Linked DNA regions of Drosophila melanogaster: region 2 is linked to region 1. A link is a contact called in public Hi-C data. All regions are on one chromosome and are shown on one strand. The core of a region is the stretch at or near the end of the contact, and the rest is flanking DNA. Distances in the headings are between cores, read along the strand shown.

Region 1 (5,857 bases), core at 2,165-4,664:
ATCCCAGGAGATGTCCTTTGCGGGACGATTGGGCAACTGGATTACTGTGCACTCCCTCAACTTGCTGTATAAGTAAGTAGTCTATATGGGATTGGGGGCTTCGAACACATTCATACATTGATCTCGTCTAGAATGTTTACAGTTCCCGCCGGAAACGCCTTGATTCGCCAAAGATTCGGTCCTGGACTGCCGTCCACGGAGGACTTGGTGAGGAATACTTCTCTAATGCTGGTCAACCAGCACTTTTCGCTCAGTGGGCCAAAGCCTTTGCCCCCAAACGTCATCGAAGTGGGTGGTGTACATATAAGTCCACCGAAACCGCTGCCCTCGGATCTTCAGAAAATACTGGATAACGCACCCAAAGGAGTCATCCTAATTAGCTGGGGCTCTCAGCTGAAAGCGTGTTCTCTTTCCGCTGCTCGGAGAGATGGAATCGTTAAAGCGATTGGAAGATTGGAGCAGGAGGTCATCTGGAAGTATGAAAATGACACGCTGCCCAATAAGCCACCAAATCTGCACATCAGGAAGTGGCTGCCTCAGCGAGACATCCTCGCTCATCCAAATCTAAAGGTATTTATGTCCCACGGTGGCTTAATGGGCACCACGGAGGCGGTCTCCAGTGCTGTGCCGATTGTGGGTGTCCCAATTTACGGCGACCAATCCCTCAATATTGCCGCATTGGTGCAGCGCGGAATGGCCTTGCAATTAGAGCTTAAGAAACTGGATGAGAATACTGTCTACGAAGCGTTGACCAAGGCACTAGATCCTTCTTTCAAGGCAAGAGCCAAGGAGGTGGCCTCATCGTACAACAACCGCATCCAAGGTCCCTTGGAGACGGCCATTTGGTGGGTGGAACATGTGGCGGAGACGAAAGGAGCTCCTCTGACCCAACCAAGTGCCGTGCATCTCTCCCGCTTTGTTTACTACTCCTTGGATGTCTACTCGGTCGTGGCCCTAAGCCTGCTACTACCTGTGATCACGCTCTTGGGACTAATCCGAATGTTTAAAAGAAGGGAACCCAAAGGTGACCGCAAACTAAAACGCAAATAAGCCCAATCAATAGATTACTGTTTTGGTTTTCAAGAATTACCTTTGGATTTAAACTATGAAACAATAGATTGCTAAGTCAAATACGTGTGATACATTATTAGAAACCAAAATACATTTTACCAGAACAGAATTGGCAAGAACCAGTTTAAGTTTTATATAAAGCAGTTCCCGTTTAATAAAAATATTTACAAAATCAAGATCCCATCCCTTACAATTTGGCCTTGGCCGCACCCGGGAAACCCAGACGATACAAGGCAACCACAACAGCACCACCCAGTCCCAGATTGTGCTGCAGAGCCAACTGAGCATTGGGCACCTGGCGCTTCTCAGCCAATCCACGGAGCTGCCAGCAGAGCTCAGCACATTGTGCCAGACCCGTGGCGCCCAGAGGATGGCCCTTCGAGATCAGACCACCACTGGGGTTGACCACGAACTTGCCACCGTAGGTGTTGTCTCCAGCGTCGATGAACTCGCCGGCCTTGCCCTCTCCACACAGTCCAAGTGCCTCATACGTGATCAACTCGTTGGCCGAGAAGCAATCGTGCAGTTCCACCACCTGGACATCCTGGGGCTTGTACCCACTCTTGGCGAACAGACGCTCGGTGGCCAGACGGGTCATATCGGTTCCAGCAATCTTCATCAAGCTCTTGTCGGCAAAGGTGGACGCCGGGTCACTGGCCATCTCCATGCCCACAATCTCCACAGCCTGCTTTTCCAATCCGTGGCGACGCACGAAGGCCTCGGAGGCGAGAATGGCAGCTCCAGATCCATCGGAAGTGGGACAGCACTGCAGCTTGGTCAGCACTCCCTCCACAACCTGGGGCGACTTCATAATCTGCTCCAGGGTGTATTCATCGCGGAACTGCGAGTAGCTAAAAGAAACAATGGAGAGAAATGAAGTGGCGTGAATGAGGATCAGCTGCATGCAATACCGAGTGGTTGACGGTCTACGGTCTACTTATTTCTCTGTTTTCAGCGATAAGATAAGCACACGCGTAAGGTGAACTTTCGACTAAACTTACGGATTATTGACGGAGTGCTTGTGGTTCTTCCAAGCGATCTTGCCGAAATGCTCGGGCTTAGTGCCATACTTCTTCATGTGCTCCTTGCCGGCGTTGCCGAAGATCTGGGCAGCCATTGGACCAGCCCCGATCTCGGTCAGCTCACTCATCTCGGTGATGTGGCGCTCCATGGGATTTGCGCGATCAAAGTACTATTAGAAGAGCAAATAATGGATCAGTAATTGGATTTTTTAGAAGTGGACTCGTGTACCTTTGCGGACAATGATCCACGCTCCATCTTTTCGAATCCCAGAGCCAGGACGCATTCGGAGTTTCCGCTCTCTACGATCTGCTTGGCCAAATACAGTGCGCTGGATCCCGTGGAGCAGTTGTTGTTCACGTTATAGACCGGAATGCCGGTCATTCCGACCTCGTAGATGGCCCGCTGTCCGCAGGTGGAGTCTCCATAAACGTAGCCGGCCACCGCCTGCTGCACTTCCTCGAACTTGATTCCCGCATCCTGGAGAGCTTTGGTGATGGCTTCTTTGGCGAAGTCCGGGTAGCAAGCATCAGCTCGGCGACCGGGCTTCTCAAACTGCAGGAAATTGGAAGGAGATGGTCGGATAGATATTAACACCCAAGGCGGCACAAAGGTCAATCATTCGCAGACGAACCTTGGTCATGCCAACTCCGATAACGTAAACTCTGGTCTTGGTCATTTTTCGGCTGTTGGTTCTTTGCGGGATCACGGATTGGACTTTCTGTATCGACTGAAGTGGATCAACAGGTTGCGGACTTATATACGATAGATATGATAAGGCTAGATCTGTCGGTTCAGCTTGTTTCCCGTTAAATTTGTTGTTCACCTTCTATGCAGTTCATAAATATGCATCTGTAAACGAGAAACGTGCATACAACATAAGCATTTGGTGGGAATCTCTATCTTTTAGAAAGTCTAATAATAATGTAATAATGCTTATAAGAGCACTTTCCTTGTTTGTTTATAAGTTTAAAAGCGCTAAATATGACAGCACTATCAACAGGGCTACCAGCTATGATACACCGCTTTGATATTTTTCAATGCCTCCAAAACTGTGGACTCAAATAAGAGGCCATGAGCGTTGCAAAAAATAACTCATTTAATGGTCGAATTTTTCCATTGACTTGGTTTTTATGGCTATTTCAATTTCTTATAGATATTTATTTGTATAAAAAAAATAAACTGCATTCACTTTATTCAGGGCTGCACATATGTACGCAGGGCGCGTACTTGAATATTCGCTTCCCTAAATTTTTTGTTATGGCAATGTGGTCACCCTGTGGAAATCGGTATCGATAGCCCGATAGGTTCAGTCGTATGAAGGCTTAAGCCTCCTAATATCGCCAACAATCGCCATTCATTTTAACATTTAGTTAATTGCTCTTGAGCACTAGTTGTGGTATTACCTGTTTTACTCGCGATCCTGTAGCTGCAAAATGTCGAAGACCCGTGTGTACGTTGTCGGTGTGGGCATGACCAAGGTGTGTGTTCCACGAATTAGCCATCTGAGAGGATAAACATAAACAAAACCAAGACAAAGAATTCAAAGAGCAGCTTTGGTAACTTGCAATTAGCTTTAATATTGAGCAATCTTAAGCGATTGCCGGACTTTGAACTGCGCTGCACTTCGTACGCTAATCTGCTCTCGAATGATTTTGTCCCCATGCTATTATCATAAATATAATTATTATAACGACTATCAGAATCAGTCCTTTGCCCCCTGGAGTGGCACGATTAGGATTTTATTACACTGGGCTGACCATGTCAATCTCTGAGAATCTGGTAACAAAAACCCTGCTTTCGTGTTCCCTCTGCAGTTCGAGAAGCCCGGTCGCCAAGCTGATGTGTGCTACCCGGATTTCGCTAGGGAGGCCATCACAAAAGCTCTCCAGGATGCGGGCATCAAGTACGAGGAAGTGCAGCAGGCGGTGGCCGGCTACGTTTATGGAGACTCCACCTGCGGACAGCGGGCCATCTACGAGGTCGGAATGACCGGCATTCCGGTCTATAACGTCAACAACAACTGCTCCACGGGATCCAGTGCTTTGTATTTGGCCAAGCAGATCGTGGAGAGCGGAAACGCAGATTGCGTCCTGGCTTTGGGATTTGAAAAGATGGAGCGTGGATCCCTGTCCTCCAAGGTACAAGATTGCATTCCTTAAAAAACCGATTACTAATCCAATATTTTACTCTCTAATAGTACTTTGATCGCGCCAATCCCATGGAGCGTCACATCACCGAGATGGGTGAGCTGGCCGAGATCGGAGCTGGCCCAATGGCTGCCCAGATCTTCGGCAATGCCGGCAAGGAGCACATGAAGAAGTATGGCACTAAGCCCGAGCATTTCGGCAAGATCGCTTGGAAGAACCACAAGCACTCCGTCAATAATCCGTAAGAGTTAACTATAATCATTGCAATGCCTTATCTAATCTTCGGACATATTTCATCCGCTTAGCTACTCGCAGTTCCGCGATGAATACACCCTGGAGCAGATTATGAAGTCGCCCCAGGTTGTGGAGGGAGTGCTGACCAAGCTGCAGTGTTGTCCCACTTCCGATGGATCTGGAGCTGCCATTCTCGCCTCCGAGGCCTTCGTGCGTCGCCACGGATTGGAAAAGCAGGCTGTCGAAATTGTAGGCATGGAGATGGCCAGTGACCCGGCGTCCACCTTTGCCGACAAGAGCTTGATGAAGATTGCTGGAACCGATATGACCCGTCTGGCCACCCAGCGTCTGTTCGCAAAGAGTGGGTACAAGCCCCAGGATGTCCAGGTTGTGGAACTGCACGATTGCTTCTCGGCCAACGAGTTGATCACGTATGAGGCACTTGGACTGTGTGGAGAGGGCAACGCCGGCGAGTTCATCGACGCTGGAGACAACACCTACGGTGGCAAGTTCGTGGTCAACCCCAGTGGTGGTCTGATCTCGAAGGGCCATCCTCTGGGCGCCACGGGTCTGGCACAATGTGCTGAGCTCTGCTGGCAGCTCCGTGGATTGGCTGAGAAGCGCCAGGTGCCCAATGCTCAGTTGGCTTTGCAGCACAATCTGGGACTGGGTGGTGCCGTTGTGGTTGCCTTGTATCGTCTGGGTTTCCCAGCTGCCAACAGCGTGGTTCGCAATCTGACCGCTGCGGGCAAGGCTGCTACCAGTGAGGATGGCTTTAAGGTTGCGCCCCTGCTGAAACTATTGGAGCAGGCCATGCAGGAGGATAAGGACAATCTGATCGAAAAGGTGCGCGCCATTTACGGCTTTAAGGTCAACAACGGACCCAATGGACAGACCGGTTTCTGGGTAATTGATGCCAAGCAGGGCAAGGGAAAGATCATCTTCAATGGAACACGTGAGCACATTCCACTTTATAAAGCAAATTACTGATACTGTGTTCGGTTTTCTATTGCAGAAAAATGTGACGTTACCTTTATCATTAGCGACGATGATGTCTTTGAGCTGCTAACAGGAAAGCTGCCACCACAGAAGGCCTTTTTCCAGGGCAAGATCAAGATCCAGGGCAACATGGGCTTTGCCATGAAACTGATGGACCTGCAGCGATCCGCCCAAGGCAGGATCGAGGAGCTGCGCTCCAAGCTATAGGCTCCTCTTCTTGTGCAATGCAGCATCTTGGTGGCTTTGGATCTGTTAAACCTAGTTATATGAATATATCCAGCATACGCTTTTTATACGACTTTTGTATTATTTCTCTAGATTAAACTGTTATTTTCGTAATCGAAAGATTAATTTTTTTTTTGGGGTTTGCCAAATTAATTTAA
Region 2 (5,857 bases), core at 2,324-4,823, 1.9 Mb after region 1:
AAATCTGGCTGGACCACAGCGAGCTCAGGATAAAGAACAGCTGAATGAAGATGCAGCCAAAGGGTAGAACGCCGCCCATAACGATTCCAGGAATAGGCTGTGTGTAGATCGATTGGTCCGGAATCTGACGGGGAATCTGGTTGGTACGCACAGGGTGCTCCAATGCCTGAAATCGTACAGACAAATGTAAGGAACCATTTTAAAAACTAGCTAAATATATACTCACGCGCTTGCGGAATCCAAAGTAAGCTCCTACAAAGGTTAGTGGCACAGAGACGCCAAACCACAAGGCAAGCAGAGCAATTAGCGTGCTAAATGGCACAGCTCCGGAGCTATTTTCCCCCCACAGCACCAGGTTCATGACGAAGAACAATGAGAAGACCACACTAAAAAAGAAAAACGATTAAATAATAATATCGCTTTAATTTCAAAGAACTTACCCAGGGCAAACGATCGAGGTAAGGATGACATTACTCTTCCATTTCAGCCCACCGAAACTCTTGTAGATACGCGCAGACACGTAACCAGCCGGTGTACCCAACGAAACAAACAAGACCATGGAACAGGTCATCAGGGCTCCCCGATTGGCTGGGGACAAGAATCCCAGGCAGGCAAATGCTAAGGTGATCATGGCCATCACAAGCACCTGTACACCCGAACCCAGGAATACCGACAACAGCATGCCCTTCCGCGGCGGCCTGAACACATCACCATGTACCAGTTTCCAGCCAAACTCCTCCTGGGCATCCTCACCGCTATCCATCTGATTATAGCGGGCTATATCTTTGTGCAACGTACGCAGCATTATCATTGCCACCATGCCACTCAGGAAAAGGACAATAACCAGGGAGTTGAGAATGGAGAACCACTGGATATTCGTGTGCGGCATGGATTCCAAAATGTAGTCCCAACGTGATGACCATTTGATAGAATCGTTCTTTACAAACTTCACGCTGTACGTGTAGACAATTTCCAGCTGTTCTCCAGCCTTTAAAGAGTTCTCACTGATTGCCAGTGGCTCTGTGCTCAAGCAATTGGGGTTTTCCTTATCGGTGTGCTTAATAGATTTGGGAGTCACTTTTACAGAGATTATGCGTCCACTGTTGCCGAACTGAATTCCCCAGTCCTCCGACTGTCCACTGTGATAAGTAATCTCGAGATCCACATGGTTGAATGGATAATAATGCATTGGCTGGTTATATATAGAGTTGATGGGACAACCCTCGCCATCACTGCGAACTAGACAACCCATGGGAAAACCAATTCCGCAGTATTGCTTGCCGTTCTCCAGTGGGTAGCACCATGTAACCGGCATGTTGTCCACAATCCAATGATGTTGGTAGTTCAAGCTGATTCCTTTCTTAAGAACCATCATACGACGGTTGCTAGCCGGATCGTCTCCTTTGTAAGTCTTGACACAGGTCTAAATACGAAGAGTCATTAAATCATTATGTTGGTAATGCGTTAAAACTGTTTAATCTTACGGTCGCACATTGCTGGTTTTCCAAGAACTGAATTTTATAGGGTCCTGGACGAATTCGCTCTCCGAACACAACCTGTCCCAGATTCTCCACCGGTGAGTTCTGCTCCTCGCCCAAACAAAAGTCGAAGTGATGGTACTCATAGGGTATTACGGATTCCTCAGTGTTTAAGCGGTTGACGTACAACAAGATTTCCGACTGAAGAAGATAATCAGGAATTAGATCAATCAATTGGATTGACAACTGTTGATAATACTAGTGTATTTTAATCTTATCGTGGAAATAATTATTAAAGTTTGGTAAAAATTCCAAAAGTTTGCAAATGCGTTCGATAATTTGACCCCGTAATTTGCTTTTACTTTGGGTTCTTAGAAATTTATCTTATCAAAAAGCTCTCTTAGATTGTTAGAAACAATTGAATGTGAAACACCTTAATTAATTCTTATCATTGGGCAACGTCTAATTTAAGGGCGTATAAACCGATTAGGATTTCTTGACCTACGGGTATATTAAAAAGTTGTTTAGATTTGTTTAAAGATAAGATGAAGCAAACAAAACCAATAGCTCACGCTTTATCATCCAATAGTTAGGTCATCTTTTAAAAGGGCTAACCCCATCTATTTGGGATATCAAACTAAAAATTATACTTTGTCCTGAATTTATATTGTTATTGTGTTATACTATTATTACTAAAAAGAAAATAACCCAAACATAATGCAAGGAAGCATGACAAGCTAACCGCGTTCCCTGGTTCAATTATTGGTTAGCCGCCACTATGTTAAGATTCTTAAGGTCGGGAGCCCCCGAAATCGCATTCGCGAGCCAGCTGAACCAACATTAGAACTCCCATCTAGCTGTCGCTAGGAAAGAGAGCTGGCGTAGGCAACGTCAGCAGAAGTTGAGATAGAGGGCCACATATGGACCCCACATATAACTAGTTACTGCGCTTATCAGTGCTTCCGCCTGTGACCACCATTAGAGGAATATAGAACCAATGTACATAACTAGTTCCAGTGCCTTTGCTAATTGTGGCGGGCGTGGGGCAAACACACCCACTATCTACGTACATATGTACATCTGCACTTCTGCACATACGTATACACCTACCTTGCATGTGGATGAGACGTCGGTTTTCTTGCAGAAATTGACCGGTGCCAGTCCGGGCAGATAGAAGGCCTGTGTCGGGGTCGCAAGGTGCAAGAGAACGACGCCCAGGAGCGGCAGAAGTCCGGATAGCAGGATCATCTCGAATTGGGGTAACCAACGAACGGCAGGAGTAGCAGACCTTCTTCCTTTACTTGTACGGGTTGTAATCACAACGTGGCCGTGTCCGCGATTCTCTGCCACACTTTCCGGATCGGCGGGCCACGCACAAACCGTACTATCTGGATATTTATCGGAATATACGGAGTTTTTCGAGTGTTTTTACTACGTTTCCTCTTTTTTGCCGAACGTCAGCACTGTAGCAGCGTTGCCACCTAGTACAGCTGAGAGGGCTGCCAACTGGCTGACAAAAAAACTACCAGCATTTGCAAAGCTAAATATTACCGCGAAAACCTTTAGCTCTTATTATTATTACGTGCAAAACGAAATTTGGTAGACTTAATAAACTTTTATATTTAAATTAATTAATTCCCCTGTTCAGTAAGCGAATGCAACCAATATACACACGTATACGTGTGATACTTCTAAGATATTACTATTTTTATCCACTGTTTCTTAATATAGTAATCAAATTTTGTTCATTTGTTAGTTTTTTACCTACGACTCTTAAGTCAAAGTATTCGATTATTTAGTTCGTTCGAGGTTTTGCTTCCGTGCTTATCTTTGAATATGAAAATTTTCGATAAGCACAATCATTCAAATTTAACGATTGATTTTTGGGGAGGCAAACGCGTTTTAATACAAGTAGTAAGTATTTTGGTCTTATCGTTCCTGACTAATAATATATTTTGTCAAATGGTTGCACATTTCCTACGCATTTAAGAATATTTAATTAATACGTTATTAGATTTAAAAATTATCGATAGTTCGAATAAAGCAATCGAATAGGTGTCGCCTTTTTCATCGAAACTCAGTGCTATCAAATAAAAATCGACATTCGTTTCAGCTCTATTTCAAATCGGAGACACAAGAAATATATTGCCTGCACTTCCCGAAGAGCAGATAAAGGTTCTGCCACCATTAAATAGGCTTATAATAATAACTAAGAAAATCGCCGTTAGGAATCCCGCGCTTTTTTACCGTTCCCGAAAAATAACCAAACAACAATGTGAGTAGAATGAAGAGTTCTACTGAACGCGCTTGTTGTGTGCGTGTGTGCGAAAAAATCAATTCTTTTGACAATCAAGGTGTTGCAACCTGTCGAAATAAAATCGCCAGCTTCAGCGGAGCAGCCCAATAACTTTAACTCTTTTGTCTCCACCATTTGCAGCCGACAGACTAGTGTTGTCTAGTAATTACGCAAAAATTCCATCACCCACACAGACGCACGAGCTGCAGAAAGAAACGGAAAGTGAAGTAGAAATCATATAGAGAGGAAAAGAGCGAAGACATGACTTCCGATATCGCCATGCAATTGATTGCCATTTTGGAAAAGACGGTGTCGCCAGGTGAGTTTCCCCACTGCTACAAACGTGTGTGTATAGATCCGAAAAATATGGATTTTTCTTCGATTGGCGGGAGGGACGCGCGTTATATGTTGCGCAGGGTTGCAATAGGCGCTCGCATATGTTTGGTTGCTAGGGGCCTCCGCACACATGTGCATCCACGTACATACTCCAAGGGAAACTTGGCGGCGCGTCTGTATGTATTCGCAATGCTTGCGCTCCTACAATTAAGGATGTACGAACCGCCTGCGACATAACCTCACTAACTCTAGGAATCGATGAGGCGTCGCTTCGGAGTCACCACCGTATGCTTGGCGGCCAGTTCTTCCGGTTGCTGATAAGGAATGCCTGCAAACTTGCCCCTTGCCTGAAGATTTTATGCTCCACCGCTACAATTCATTACTAGACCTTACTGCTTAGCTCTTCATATGCACACACTTCTTTCACCATCTATTGTATTCTTATTAAACAATATTCTCACTATATACGCCTTGCCTAAAAGTTCCTATCTTGCCTTCACATTCCCAAAAGTCAATTGTTGTAAAATTCAATGGCCTGATACCAAAGCTTTAAGCCGACCCAAAATGGTGGGCGTGTGTAGGCCCACAAATAAAATCTTTCGTTGACATAATTGGAAATTAAAAATGTCTAACCAACCAAATGACGCATTTTCAGACAAAAATGAGCTGCTATCGGCGAAGAACTTTCTGGAGCAGGCGGCGGCCAGCAACCTGCCCGAGTTTCTCAAGGCGCTGTCAGAGATACTGGTGAACACGGCCAACAGTGCGGTGGCGCGAATGGCAGCCGGTCTCCAGCTGAAGAACCACCTGACCAGCAAGGACGAGAAGGTCAGCCAACAGTACCAGGATCGCTGGCATCAGTTTCCCAGCGAGATCCGCGAGTTGATCAAGAATAACGTAAGTTACATACGCTGATGTTGAAACATATGACTTGTACAATTGGCACTGAATAACTGCGACTTACTTTCAGATCCTGGCTGCTTTGGGTACCGAGAACACCCGACCCTCCTGCGCCGCCCAGTGCGTGGCCTATGTGGCCGTGATTGAGCTGCCGATAAACCGCTGGCCCATGCTCATCCAGACACTGGTGAACAAGGTGGTCAGCGAAGGATCCAGCGAGATGCATCGCGAGTCGGCGCTGGAGGCCATTGGCTACATTTGCCAGGACATTCGTTTCGGCGTCATGGAGAACCAGTCGAACGATGTGCTGACTGCTATTATTCACGGCATGAGAAAGGTAGAGCCGAGCAATCATGTACGCTTGGCGGCCACCACGGCCCTTCACAACTCGTTGGAGTTCACCAAATCGAACTTTGAGAAAGACATGGAGCGCAACTTCATCATGGAGGTGGTGTGCGAGGCCACTCAGTGCCAGGACTCGCAAATCTGCGTTGCCGCTCTGCAGTGCCTGGTGAAGATTATGACCCTTTATTACCAGTACATGGAGCCCTACATGGCACAGGCTCTTTTCCCTATTACTTTGGCGGCCATGAAGTCTGATAACGATGCTGTAGCGCTGCAGGGCATAGAGTTCTGGTCGAACGTCTGCGATGAGGAGATAGATCTGGCCATCGAAAGCCAGGAGGCCACTGATCAGGGCCGCGCTCCGCAGAGAGTGTCCAAGCACTATGCTCGAGGTGCTCTGCAGTTCCTGACGCCTGTGCTCGTCGAGAAATTAACCAAGCAGGACGAGTGCGATGACGAGGACACCTGGAGCCCGGCGAAGGCCGCCTCCGTTTGCCTCATG

The links. A called contact is a pair of places that touch in the nucleus more often than the background predicts.
Region 2: a contact with region 1 is called in a Hi-C map of the Kc167 cell line, with 1.8 times the contacts expected there. A contact is called at or near these places in 5 of 107 Hi-C or Micro-C datasets (the Kc167 cell line, embryo, eye imaginal disc and 1 more).

The regions. Positions count from the first base shown.
Region 1 is chr2L:18,827,815-18,833,671 of dm6, forward strand. It overlaps ScpX (Sterol carrier protein X-related thiolase), which reads left to right and starts at 3,415. Exons shown (of 5, transcript NM_079976.6): 1 at 3,415-3,572; 2 at 3,909-4,232; 3 at 4,292-4,482; 4 at 4,547-5,430; 5 at 5,491-5,816. The coding sequence starts at 3,528. The coding sequence ends at 5,681. It overlaps CG17597, which reads right to left and starts at 3,339. Exons shown (of 5, transcript NM_001299137.1): 1 at 3,040-3,339; 2 at 2,726-2,943; 3 at 2,323-2,646; 4 at 2,073-2,263; 5 at 1,198-1,922. The coding sequence starts at 2,770. The coding sequence ends at 1,259. It overlaps Ugt36E1 (UDP-glycosyltransferase family 36 member E1), which reads left to right. Exons shown (of 4, transcript NM_165265.3): 3 at 1-72; 4 at 132-1,245. The coding sequence ends at 1,050.
Region 2 is chr2L:20,731,338-20,737,194 of dm6, forward strand. Fs(2)Ket (Female sterile (2) Ketel) reads left to right here and starts at 3,574. Exons shown (of 7, transcript NM_001259182.2): 1 at 3,574-3,753; 2 at 3,916-4,093; 3 at 4,766-5,007; 4 at 5,081-5,857. The coding sequence starts at 4,036. It overlaps TM9SF2 (Transmembrane 9 superfamily protein member 2), which reads right to left and starts at 2,972. Exons shown (of 5, transcript NM_001273708.1): 1 at 2,589-2,972; 2 at 1,485-1,679; 3 at 441-1,423; 4 at 227-386; 5 at 1-166. The coding sequence starts at 2,726.